Linked DNA regions of Danio rerio: all the other regions are linked to region 3. The links are chromatin contacts, called in public Hi-C maps. All regions are on one chromosome and are shown on one strand. Each heading gives the region's core, a stretch centred on a gene start, on an enhancer-like site or on the middle of the called end of the contact. The rest is flanking DNA. Distances are from core to core; before and after follow the strand shown.

Region 1 (4,031 bases), core at 584-3,083, 480 kb after region 3:
TTGTATTCTGACAAACGTTCTCTGGCAATTCATTATTTTAAAGGCATAACTGCTAACCTGTGGGGCAGAGATACTCTGTTACTTGTTACGTAAGAATTGCATAAGTGTCATAGCAGACGGCTGATTTAATATTTTAATAAATACATTGACTATTTATACATCTGTGAGCCGATACTTGGTGGTTTCAGAACTTTTTTTCTGAAAAGGCATGGAAGTTCATGTTGATAGCTATTAAATTAAGATATCACAGATTTGTACAAATCTATCACGAGTTGCCAAACGAATAAAATCCATTTTTCATGACCCTAACAGGAAATAAAGTGCAATATTAAGCTCTATTTTAAACGTTTTATGAATAGGCCAGTTCCCTAGGGGCAGGTCATGTTTCTTTATTTAACATACTTGACTGCTCACTTGCACGTAGTGATAAGATGGCAAAAAATTTAATCTGTAGTGGCAATAAAATATTCATTTCTTCACATTGACAAATTCTATGCTATGCTTCTTTACACAAACTAGCTGATTGAGTCACACAAATAAATAACAACTGCAGATATGTTTTTTAAATATGAAAAACTTATTCATCTTATCTTATTTGCTAACAAAAAATTTTATTGTATGTAGTTATGGGACTATAACCATTTTTAAGGTATACCGCGGTTCGGAAAAGTCAAGGTTTTAAAACCGTAAACATTTTTTGCTGTACCATTCCAAAGATATGTGTATTATTTTTTTATTTATGTTTTTTTATGTTTTTTTTTTTTTTTTTTTTAGGACTACAGAATGTCCAGCAGAAAAGATATTCAAAGACGCAGTTTTAAATTGTAAAGAAATCTGTGTTTTTAAAACAAATAAAGACAGCAGAAGTCAATGATTAATTTGAATTATTCAGCCTGACAGTTTCGGCTACTGCTCCGAAATATTTTAAATGTTCCTCAAAATAAAATATATCGTGTTCAAATGGGAAATAAGTTTTTGTTTTTAACCCCAACATTTAAAAAGAATATATTTTATTTTAGAGCAGCAATTACAATACCACAAAACCGTGATATTTTATCCAAAGTTATGCCTAATTCTATGTTTTCTGTGGATGTTGATGTCAAACTCCAACAGTATTGCAGATTTATAACATTTTAAATGCTTGCTGTTTTATAGACCTGTCGCCTGGGGTTTGAGGATCGAATTAAAATAATTTTAAGAGAAAAAAAGTACTTTAAGAAATAATGTGAACACGTAATGTTAACACGTAGATAAATACATTTATTACACTCTCAGAAATAAAGGTATGCATGCTGTCACTGGGGTGGTACCTTTTCAAAAGGTACAGATTCTAACTTAAAGGCTCCATATTGGTACCTAAAAAGATTATATTATATTAGGAACACTTTTGTACTTTTTAGTAATGTGTACCCTTAAGGTATTAATATATACATTTAAGCACAAATTTGTACCTTTTGAAAAGGTACCACCCCAGTGACAGCCTTTGGAGGCCTACCTTCTGAGAGTGTAGATAGGCTATATTAGTTTTTTGGGTCCACAAATCTTTCCACAAGCTTTCCCACCACTTTGTAGCATAGACTACTTTCTAAATAGCTGTAAAGACATATCACTTATCAATTTACAGACAATAGAATACATTTTACAGCACGTAGATAAACATAAAGGCTGTTAAACTCACCCTCATTAAATGATGGAGCACTCCATCGGACCGCAATGAACGCGACGCATATGCTGCAAAGCAGTAATTTGGCATAAAGCTTCATTTGAAGGAATATGGCAAATCTGTGCACAGCTTACAAAATGCACAACTTTGTAAAGTCAGCAGTCGACACCAAGAGAACAGGCAGAACAGGTTTTTAAATCTAAGTTCAGACAGGCGGAGCTAGTGCCAAAGTACAATCCGGCTTTAGATAACTTGGCAGCTAGCACTTAATGCATTTTGTAACTTCTGTTAATATTGTGTTGTAATAATCAGTCATTCTTGTTTTATTTGCATTATAACGTTAATATTGTGGTTGGGTTTATAAATTCGGAACGACCTGACAGACTATGAAATACAAACCGAAAGTAAGGATAAAAACATAATTATTATTCACTTAGGCTTACTTTTTACTTTTTTAAACTTACTTTTATTATCGTTGGCGACTCTGCTAAAGATTCTTTTTTAATTAATATTACACATACAATCTAAAAAAACGTGATTTTAAAATTAGTCAATCGATCTGAGCCACAGGAAAAACGTGGCGGCACTTTCACCAAATATATAAAACCGAATTGTCTTTTAAAGTAACACCCTTCTACTTTTAATGCTTATATATATAGAATATTCATATGTTCAAAAATACTCAAACATATAATTATTACGTTTTATATGTTCGTCGTTCGTTTTGTCGAATGTGCAGATCTACAGCTGGATTCAAAACGAACTTTATTGCTACCATTTCGGTTTGCTAGAGCAAATGCCCTTGTCGGTGAAACTCGCTGACAAAATAGTAAAACAAAGCATCCTGTGAAGTGTTTTGATACGAAATATTGTTCTTTAGAGCATAATTTTGCTTTTAAAATATGGCTGCTAAGATTTTCCCTGTCGTCAAGTAAGTGTTTATGTGTTGTTTTTGTATCTGAAGCTGGTTGCTAACTAAGTTAGCACACAAGTGTCTGTTTGGGTTTAAGTGTTTTTTTTATACTTTATACATTATTATACTTTATATAATTATATTATATATATATATCTGTATTTACATTAAAATTAAATTACCTCGTATTTTAGTTGCTATTTTTACCTATAATGTCGTTTAAATATAGCTAGCATGCTAATTACTCAATTCAGCAATAACTTTGACAGTAAAAATGTTAAATCCTGTTTTGTATTAGAGTTAATCATATATATTTTAAGTAATCATCATATATTTGGGGTCATAATAACCTGAGAAGCTTGTAAACATGCTCTCTTTCCTTCAGCTTTAACGTACTTTGAATGGCTGTATTTGTGATGAAGGTAAAGTTGTTTCCAGTCAAATAAATAGTGCTAATGTTGTTTTCGAGTCATACTTGCATATGATTTCAGACAGAACCTTCAAAATAATAGAGGTAAAGTTGGTTTTATATTTAGACATTCTCCTCGATAATATAATTATCTTTGCAAATTTTAAATGGGGAAATCATACTAGCAGAATTAGGATATCTTGCGTCCAAAAAAAAAAAAAAAAGTTAAGAAAACGGCCGTTTTTCGGTGTTTCTTTTGATTACAAAAAAACATGATTTTAATAATAACTTTTAATCATTTTATATATATATATATATATATATATATATATATATATATATATATATATGTATATGTATGTGTGTGTGTGTATATAAATAATAACTATACTATTTATATAATTACAAAGTTTACATATTCTGTCATTTGATCAGTTATGAGGCTTACATTCATTGCGTATGCATAAATTAAATAAAAACGTAAATTAGCAGTATTATTAGACTTTTGTCAATAAAATAAGGTCATAGTTCGCTGCCAAACATTGTTGCTGTGCACGCTGTCAAGCTGTGCACCTGATGCTGAGCAAAGATAGCCATTTCCGAGTAGCACCTGGTTTGCATGATTGTTTCCGAGCAAGGCCTTGACAGTAATAATAATAATAATGTTATTATTAATAATAATTTATGTTTATAGTTCACTGCCAAACTTATTGCTGCTGTACACCTGATGCTGAGCAAAGATATACATCTGTGAGCAGCACCTGGTTTCCATGATTGTTTCAGAGCTACTGTAGGCTTAAATAATATAATTATTATTGTTATTATTAATAATAATCATTTTAGCACGTGATGCCCACAGAGAGCACTATGCCAAATTAAGTTCTGTTTAACCTATTTCTGCTTAAATTGTAGAAAATCTTTAAAACGACATGACTAATCAAGACTTTTATTTGGAGAATTACACTTATTAATAACTTGGTTCTTATAAACGATCATTTTATAAAATACATTATTTACAGATCTACTGAAGAATAAGACGAATGACA
Region 2 (4,020 bases), core at 526-3,025, 370 kb after region 3:
TAATACTAGTTCTTGAGTATAATTGTATAACTGACTTTATCTCTAATGGAATTTTGTTTCACAGGATTTGAAGAGATTCGCAGGATTTGAATTCAAAAGGAATTTAACTTTTTCTTTCAAAACAAACAAGAATGGATTTTTTTGAAGACATATCAGTATTTATTTTCCGAAGATGTTCAGTACAGTGGAGGGTTGCGGGTGAACCGACACCAGTGGACAAAACCACACTCGGCACAGCACGGCACGAAAGACAAGAGGAAAGATCTCTCTAAAGACAGAGAACTCGACACGTCCTGTCTCTCGCTGAGCTTCGAACCGTCAGTCAAGCAACAAACTAAAAAAAAAAGAAAAAAGAAAAAAGAAAAAAACACGAGCGAGAACAACTTCAATTTCTATATACATATTATACACACATATGCTATTTAAAGGAAGAGGCGCTTATGGCTTTTATTACACTGGACAAATGAGGGTTAAACTTGAAGACCAAGGAAAAATGCAGTGGAAAAAAAGAAGCTCTTCTTGTCCCGCTAGTGGACTTTCTTTCTCTTTCCCTCTTTACTTCTGTCACCATCTTTCAGCAAACGCAGGACATTCTGTGGTCACAGAGGTTTCCATGCCCTCAGTGAAACTGATAAATCTTTCACCCCAAAGGGACCAAAGGACCAAACATTTTTATTCCTCAACAGAAATATATGGTATTAATAACAATACTAAAACTACAAACTACTACTAACGACATACTTTTAAAGAGAAAAAAAAAAAAAAAAGCATACATTTTTGCTTCAGGTCGGAAGAGGAAAGGGACTTTGATTTCTTTTCCTTTTACATTTATAGCTACTGGGTTTCAGAATATTTAAAAATAGAAAAAAAACTAAGAAAAAAAAGTATTTTAAAAGCTATACTATTTTAGTGGAGTAGAATATGTGGATTGGAGATTGTTAGGAGCATGTTCAGACATTTTCATTCATGAAGAGAAAAAAAAAAAGTGAGGGAACGGACCATTAACCATTGTCATTTATTTATTTATTTTTTTGCTAAACTGTCCCACATTCCAGAGAACAAATGCTGAGTATAACTATTTATGCATGTGCGAAATGAAGTTTGAACACTTAAACATATTTATCCGATGAAAGCTTTACTTATCAAGCAGAATAAGTACCTGTGGCTTCAACTATCCGCAATATTAACAGCTGTACTATACAGTTTGGCAATGATGGAAAATGTTTTTTTTGCGTTGATCTACGATCATGTTTTGTTGAGTACCGCCCAAATTTACCTTTACGAGGGACCAGCAGATCTTTCATATCATCCATTTTATTCCATTTTATCTTTCTCATCAGACAGTCAGTGCCAAATGCTGAATATCAACCGATAAAGCACATTGGTATATAAACCAAGCCTTAAACCTAAACACAACCCACAAAACGTCCAAGCAGAGGCTTACAACAAACCTCCAGAAAGGACTTGTTCTTAACGCTTACAAGCACATCAGAATTTTACAGGGACCATTTTTGGAGCATCAAAATAATAAGTGAATTTAGCTTCGGAAAACTTGCACAATCAATCAACACGGATGTTTTCAGAGTTCATTTTGCTCATAAATGAGTTTAAGATATAGATGGGATGACTCACCCAATCCACAAATAACCCATATTTCTAAGAATACGCTTCTCAGGCTGGGTATGGATTAGCTTGACGCTAACTGTCTGCAAAGGTCTAATGAGCAGCCTGTAAAGAGCTCACCAACAGCTTGCAAATAGCAGCCATGGGGGGTTACAGTGGGAGCAAACTGATCCATCAATAAAAGAGCCACCCAGTCTGACATTATGGTGTACTTAACCGCAGCTGTTACGTTGCTTTCAGACAAGACGCAAATATACACAACTCTGAAGCACTTGACAAGAATCTTAAAGACCCTGTGAAATTGAAATGAACATTTTGCAGTGTTACATTTGTGTTTGCAATGAGGCTAAAGAACAATACTGGCTACAATTTTTTTTTGTCCAATCATGCTAGTGGTTATTTCAAAAATGTGGTTTTGACAATTAGCTTATTTGTTAGCTTTGAGGCTAATGTTAACTGACGAAAACAAAGGCCAATTGTAACCTTTTGATTATGTGGCTAATTCATATATTTTGCACAATCTCACGTACATTTTAGTGTGATTTGCTCATCCCCCAATGAGGGTTAGGGTTAGGTGTGAGGTGTAGGGGTTTGTAATTCTATAAATTGTAAAAATTAGGCACTTTACTGACAATTCATAAAATTGTTATGTTTCCTTGTGAGATTGGACATACACATTCTTTTTCAGTCTTATTAAAAACAGTTGTGATGTTTAGTTTGCATGTCATATCTGAGGATAATGCTAGCTGACAAAACTAGCGCATGAATGTTAAAAAAAGACCAAAATATTTTTTTTGTTGTACAGTAAATTCCTCTTAAATATTTGGCGTTTCAAAGCTGTAATATGGCCCATATTTTGTGTGTTTGCTCTAAGGCTAATGCTAGCTGCCATATCTGATGATTAGTTATGTACTATTCTATTTCGGCCTTTTGTAGTGTAAATGGGGTAAGTAGTGCGTTCACAATGAAAACTCTAAAAAGAAGTGAACTTTAAATTCCTGGATAATGCACTTAACCGCTGTTAAACTGTTAAAGAGAAGTGTGAAATGTTGGACACTTTAACCACTCAACAGCCGCTGCTTTGCACACCTAGTGGAAGGGGCGGAACTTTCAGGCGCTGATGTTGGATTACTTTATTTATTTTAGATTTTGAATGCAAAATTCTCCTACGAGAGTGATTATAGCGCCTCCCAATGGTGCATGCGGTTATACTCATGGCAGGTAGACTGAAAGAAATGACTTTCTTGTGTAGCCAAATCTAATAAATTGACTCTCATAATTTTTAAATTGTAATATTGAGTATCAAGGATAACTTAAGTACATATTTAATATTAACACATTTACTTCATTTAATAAATAAAATGAGTGGAAAGAGTTGAACATTAATATTCATTTACTTGTAATATTTGAATATTTTCTAATTGTCGCAAACCTAGTAATATTAAGTAAGTTTTAATTACGGATATGTTCCAATGGAGTGAAGTTTCCAGCATGCTTTGCATGGGATTGAATTCAAAGAAATGTATTTAAAAAAATAAAAGCAATCTCAGATGTTTACATTTGAGAGAAAGAATTGTTAGTTTGATCATCATTAGTTTGTAGATTAAGAAGAGTTTTGAGTATGACTTAGTTTTAAGGTTACCACCTTGCAGAAGAGCAGCACTCATGGTTTAAGTCTTGGCCTTTTTATTATCAGCATTTATGTTGACGCTTCATTTAAAAAATCATAGCTGTGCTAACACAAGTAAATCAGTAAACATTTATAAAGTAAATTTGCTCTTGCTAAATAAATTAGCTTTAAATAAAGTGAAATAACACATTTCAAGTGGAAATGTGTGTCTTAATTAAACCAAGTTGTGCCAAATGTGCTAATTTGTAACATACGATTTATTTAACTGATAAAAGCAATGTTCCTTCTGCTAAAACAAGAAAATGACATTACTTGGTTCATTTAAATAAATAAAGACTCTAAAGTAAAGCTAATCAATTATCTTTTACCTAATGTTTAACCTAACACTCCTAAGTTACCTAATGTTTAACCTAAATTTTACATGATATTGACAAGGAAATTGTACCTGATTGAAGATTGTAAAATTTACTTGAAATTTAATTGTGCAAACTGTTAAGTAAACCTTAAGAGTTATTCTTTCAGTGTACTATTTGGTAGTTTGGTCATTTATTTCACTAATTTAGCAACTGTCAAACGTAATCATGGAAACAGTTTGACTTTCCGCTTAGTAAAAAAACTGTTAGTGATCCAATTGGGATGGCATTACATTCATATACCATGCTGTTGAGTGTGCAAGTGCATAGGTACGTAGTGCAGATATATATAGTGTGCCAATTGGGACGCAACTATCACTTATTAGCTTTAATGCTAATTTAAGTGGTTCAAAG
Region 3 (3,640 bases), core at 1,005-3,504:
ATTCAAATCATGTGAAACCATATTTATATCGCAATATTTATAGTAGAAAAATAAAATATATCAAAATAACAGATTTTTTTTAGTAATTTAACATTTAGTAATTTATTTTCTCTTGCAATTCTAACATTTTTTTCTTTGAGTTTTAAATTTATATCATTATTTCATAAATCATATCATTGCATATCATTATATATCATAAATTTATAAAAAAAAAAATTTTTAATTGTGAGTAAAAAAGTAGGATAAGTGATACTGGATGGCAAAAAAAAAGTCCCAGTTACCTTGTTTATTTTTAATGATTTGTCCTATGGTGGAATTGGTTTTAATAGAATATTCATTTGAATTTTATTATTTATTTATATTATATTTATTTGTATTGATTTATCAGACGTGACTTATATATACATTAAATATACATTAAATATTAATGTTCATATTTTTATGTACTAATTTATTTTTTAAAAATTGTAAGTTTTTAATTTCTACATTTAAGAACAAAATTAAAACGATAATAGATAACATTACTCAACAAATAGTTAATAAGAGTTTTAATAATATCTAAGCTGTTAATAAAAAATAAAGCCTCTGTAGCATGGTAATCACACATTCACCAGTTTTTTTTTTTTTTTTTTGCAATCATAAACCGCCGCATTTGAAAAACTGTCATGGATATTTATACAATGCAAAAAAAGTATTACCTTTTTACCATAATAAAGTATGAAATCAAAAGAACGTGAAAAAATGATATGAAAGCCATTTGTTTCTGCAACAGAATTAAAATCAAAAAGCTAATTAATACATTTTTGTGAGTTGTGAGTTTAGTATAGAGCAAGCTACTATATGAAAATTCAGAATTGAGAGAAATGAGGGCAGAATTCAAAGAGAAACTTCAAACTTCAAATTTGTAAGAAATAAGCTTGCTTTTATATATATATATATATATATATATATATATATATATATATATATATATATATATATATATATATATATATATATATATATATATAGCTCAGTAATATAATTTGCTGTAAATTTAGTATTCTGATTTTTCTTGCAATTCCAACATTTTTCTTCTCTGAATTGTGAATTTATATCTTACAAATATTTGAAATTGTGAGTAAAAAGTAGGAATAGCAAGACAAAAAGTCTCAGTTACCTTGATTATTTTTATTGATTGGTCCTATGATAAAGTTGGCTTTCCATTGAATATTTATTTATACAATATTTAATTGTATTGATTTATCCTATGGTGGAAGTGGGTTTCCATAGACTACACTGATGTGCTTTAAATAATATATATATATATAAATAAGATTTATGTTCTTATTTTTAAACTTTTAATTAATCATTTTATTAAGTTATTAATTTCTACATTTATAAAAAACGGTAAACAGCATTATTAATAGATTATATCTATTTTCAGAATGTCTAAGCTGTTAATAATAATAATAATAATTGCATGGTAACCATTTTGTCTTTCACTCATTTTCTTTTCAGCTTAGCCCCTTTTTTATCAAGTGTCACCAAAGTGGAATGAACCGCCAACTTTTCCAGCATAATTGTACGCAGCATGCCCTTAAGCTGCAACCCATCACTTTGAAACACATACACTACCAATCACACATCCGGCCAATTTAGCTTACCCAATTAATCTATAGCACATGTCTTTGGAGTTTAGGGGAAACACACGTCAACACAGGGAGAACATGCAAACTCCACACAGAAATGCCAACTGACCCAGCCGGGGCTCGAACCAGCGACCTTCTTACAGGGCTAACTGCACAGTGCCTGTACAACATCTAAGCTAGTGTTTTAAAGTTAAGCAAATTGACGCAGATGTCAATTAATTAGCACACAAAAAACACTTACCCGGATGTAGCCCTCTAAACAAACATGCTGCCGCGTGAACTTGAGCGTCTGTTTATCTGAAAGAGCTTTGCCAGGTATGTTTACAAATACGAGGAATTTGTTTTCTTGACAGAATATATCAACCCAAAACACTCGTATTTTTCTCCATCCCAGAGGAATAATCAACGACTAATCATTTTGTGTGTTTCTGTTTTACAACGGAACAAATGTACTCAAAGGAAAACAAAGGTGTTTTTCTGTCGACGGACGGCCTAACAGACAGCACACGTTTGCCGCTGGGTGTCGCTCTGGAGCAACAAATGGCTACAAATCTCCCCCACCCCCTAAACATATACTCTGACTGTGTGCGTATGTGTATCGCCGAGAAAGTAAGTCTGTGTTTCCAGCTGACTGCTCGCTCTCTCTTAGTGTGTGTATGTGTGTGTATGTGTGTGTGTTGTCATTATTATTATCCAGTCTGCTCCCAGCTCAGAATGGCCAGATTCACTCAGACTGAGACAAGAAGGGAGCAGCACCCACAGCCGCCCCATCCCGCTTACTCCAGCCTGCTTTTCACTGGACCCGGGGCAGCACCGACCCAACATCCACTCCTCCTAATCCCGCACCAGCACCAGTACGCTCAGATCCCATTTCCTAAACCCATGAACGGGTCAGAATCCATCTCCATTCATCCGGAGAACGGCACCATGAAAGACCAAGATGCCATAAAACTCTTTATCGGGCAAATACCGCGGAACCTTGAGGAAAAAGACCTGAAACCATTATTCGAACAGTTTGGGAAAATCCACGAATTGACAGTATTAAAGGACCGATACACCGGCATGCACAAAGGTAAACGCGTGATTCCCTTAATGAGAGTGTGATTTGAGCTTGTAAACACCACCATATATTATTGTTTGTTTTTGGAATGACACAATAATAATAATTAGACCTGGTGAATGTTTAATTTTTACAAATATTATTTTGCCTTCTGCACAAAATGTACCCAATTCATTAGTGACGCATGCAATATTCTAATATTTATTATGAATCATGTATTCATTTTGTGGTCCACTGTCATGTCAACATCCAACACTAATATAAATATACAAAGCTTTCTAATATTAGGCCGCTTTAGGTACTATTTTACACTTAATCTACATCGTTTACAGATAACTTCTCAGCTTAGCTTTGGGTGTTTGCATGAATATTCATATTTATTCTCAAATAAAGCGCCATTCTTTATGGCAGTTTAATATTGGATGCTTTGGAACTGGGGCAAAGCCTTAGAAAATAATTTATATTTACAGAGTCATCTCCATCTTCCATTCTTTTTAATAGGGAAATATTCCCACTGCCTCCTTGTGCACAGTTCTGACGATAGAACAGGCGTTCTAGGCTTTCCAATAACAAAAAATAAATAAATTAACTGGTAGCTATTATAACGATCCAGACAGGTGAGCATTATGAAATGTAAATAATACACTAACAGTTATATGTACGTGAAGCTGCTTGCTTTTGATTATATTTGCACTTGGAACACGTTCTTTTGTGCGTCATAACGAACTACAGCGAGTTCTATATTGTGGCATGACGCTCTATTTGACAACTGACATGGAGTAGGCTACGTCATACACCCCGCTAAAACAAGAAGAATAACACTAAAATGAAACCCTCTTTTTTGGTATAATCTTGTTCTTATCATTTGCTATCCTCAAGCGATATGTGTCGGAAGGAGAATATCCACATTTGTCTTCGTTAGTGTCAGTTACTATTAGCCCTCGTATCA

The links. A called contact is a pair of places that touch in the nucleus more often than the background predicts.
Region 1: a contact with region 3 is called in a Hi-C map of embryo, with 2.2 times the contacts expected there. The contact joins the promoter of hsd11b1la here to the promoter of celf5a in region 3. A contact is called at or near these places in 4 of 18 Hi-C or Micro-C datasets (caudal fin, embryo and hematopoietic stem cells) and 1 of 4 datasets of contacts at active chromatin or transcription factors (embryo).
Region 2: a contact with region 3 is called in a Hi-C map of an unstated tissue, with 3 times the contacts expected there. The contact joins the enhancer-like site here to the promoter of celf5a in region 3. A contact is called at or near these places in 2 of 18 Hi-C or Micro-C datasets (caudal fin and an unstated tissue).

Annotation. Positions count from the first base shown.
Region 1 is chr22:19,399,665-19,403,695 of GRCz12tu, reverse strand. hsd11b1la (hydroxysteroid (11-beta) dehydrogenase 1-like a) reads right to left here and starts at 1,833. Exons shown (of 6, transcript NM_200323.2): 1 at 1,679-1,833. The coding sequence starts at 1,763. It overlaps micos13 (mitochondrial contact site and cristae organizing system subunit 13), which reads left to right and starts at 2,419. Exons shown (of 4, transcript NM_001044873.1): 1 at 2,419-2,594. The coding sequence starts at 2,566.
Region 2 is chr22:19,505,011-19,509,030 of GRCz12tu, reverse strand. It overlaps celf5a (cugbp, Elav-like family member 5a), which reads left to right. Exons shown (of 12, transcript NM_001431119.1): 12 at 65-4,020. Among named protein-coding and RNA genes, the nearest start is that of rgmd, 21 kb to the right of the region's middle. Within about 2 kb of position 1,775, at least 4 of the 62 cell types and tissues checked have an H3K27ac peak or open chromatin away from gene starts, as enhancers often do.
Region 3 is chr22:19,875,521-19,879,160 of GRCz12tu, reverse strand. celf5a (cugbp, Elav-like family member 5a) reads left to right here and starts at 2,254. Exons shown (of 12, transcript NM_001431119.1): 1 at 2,254-2,703. The coding sequence starts at 2,346. LOC141380314 (a long non-coding RNA gene) reads right to left here and starts at 2,153. Exons shown (of 3, transcript XR_012398141.1): 1 at 1,873-2,153.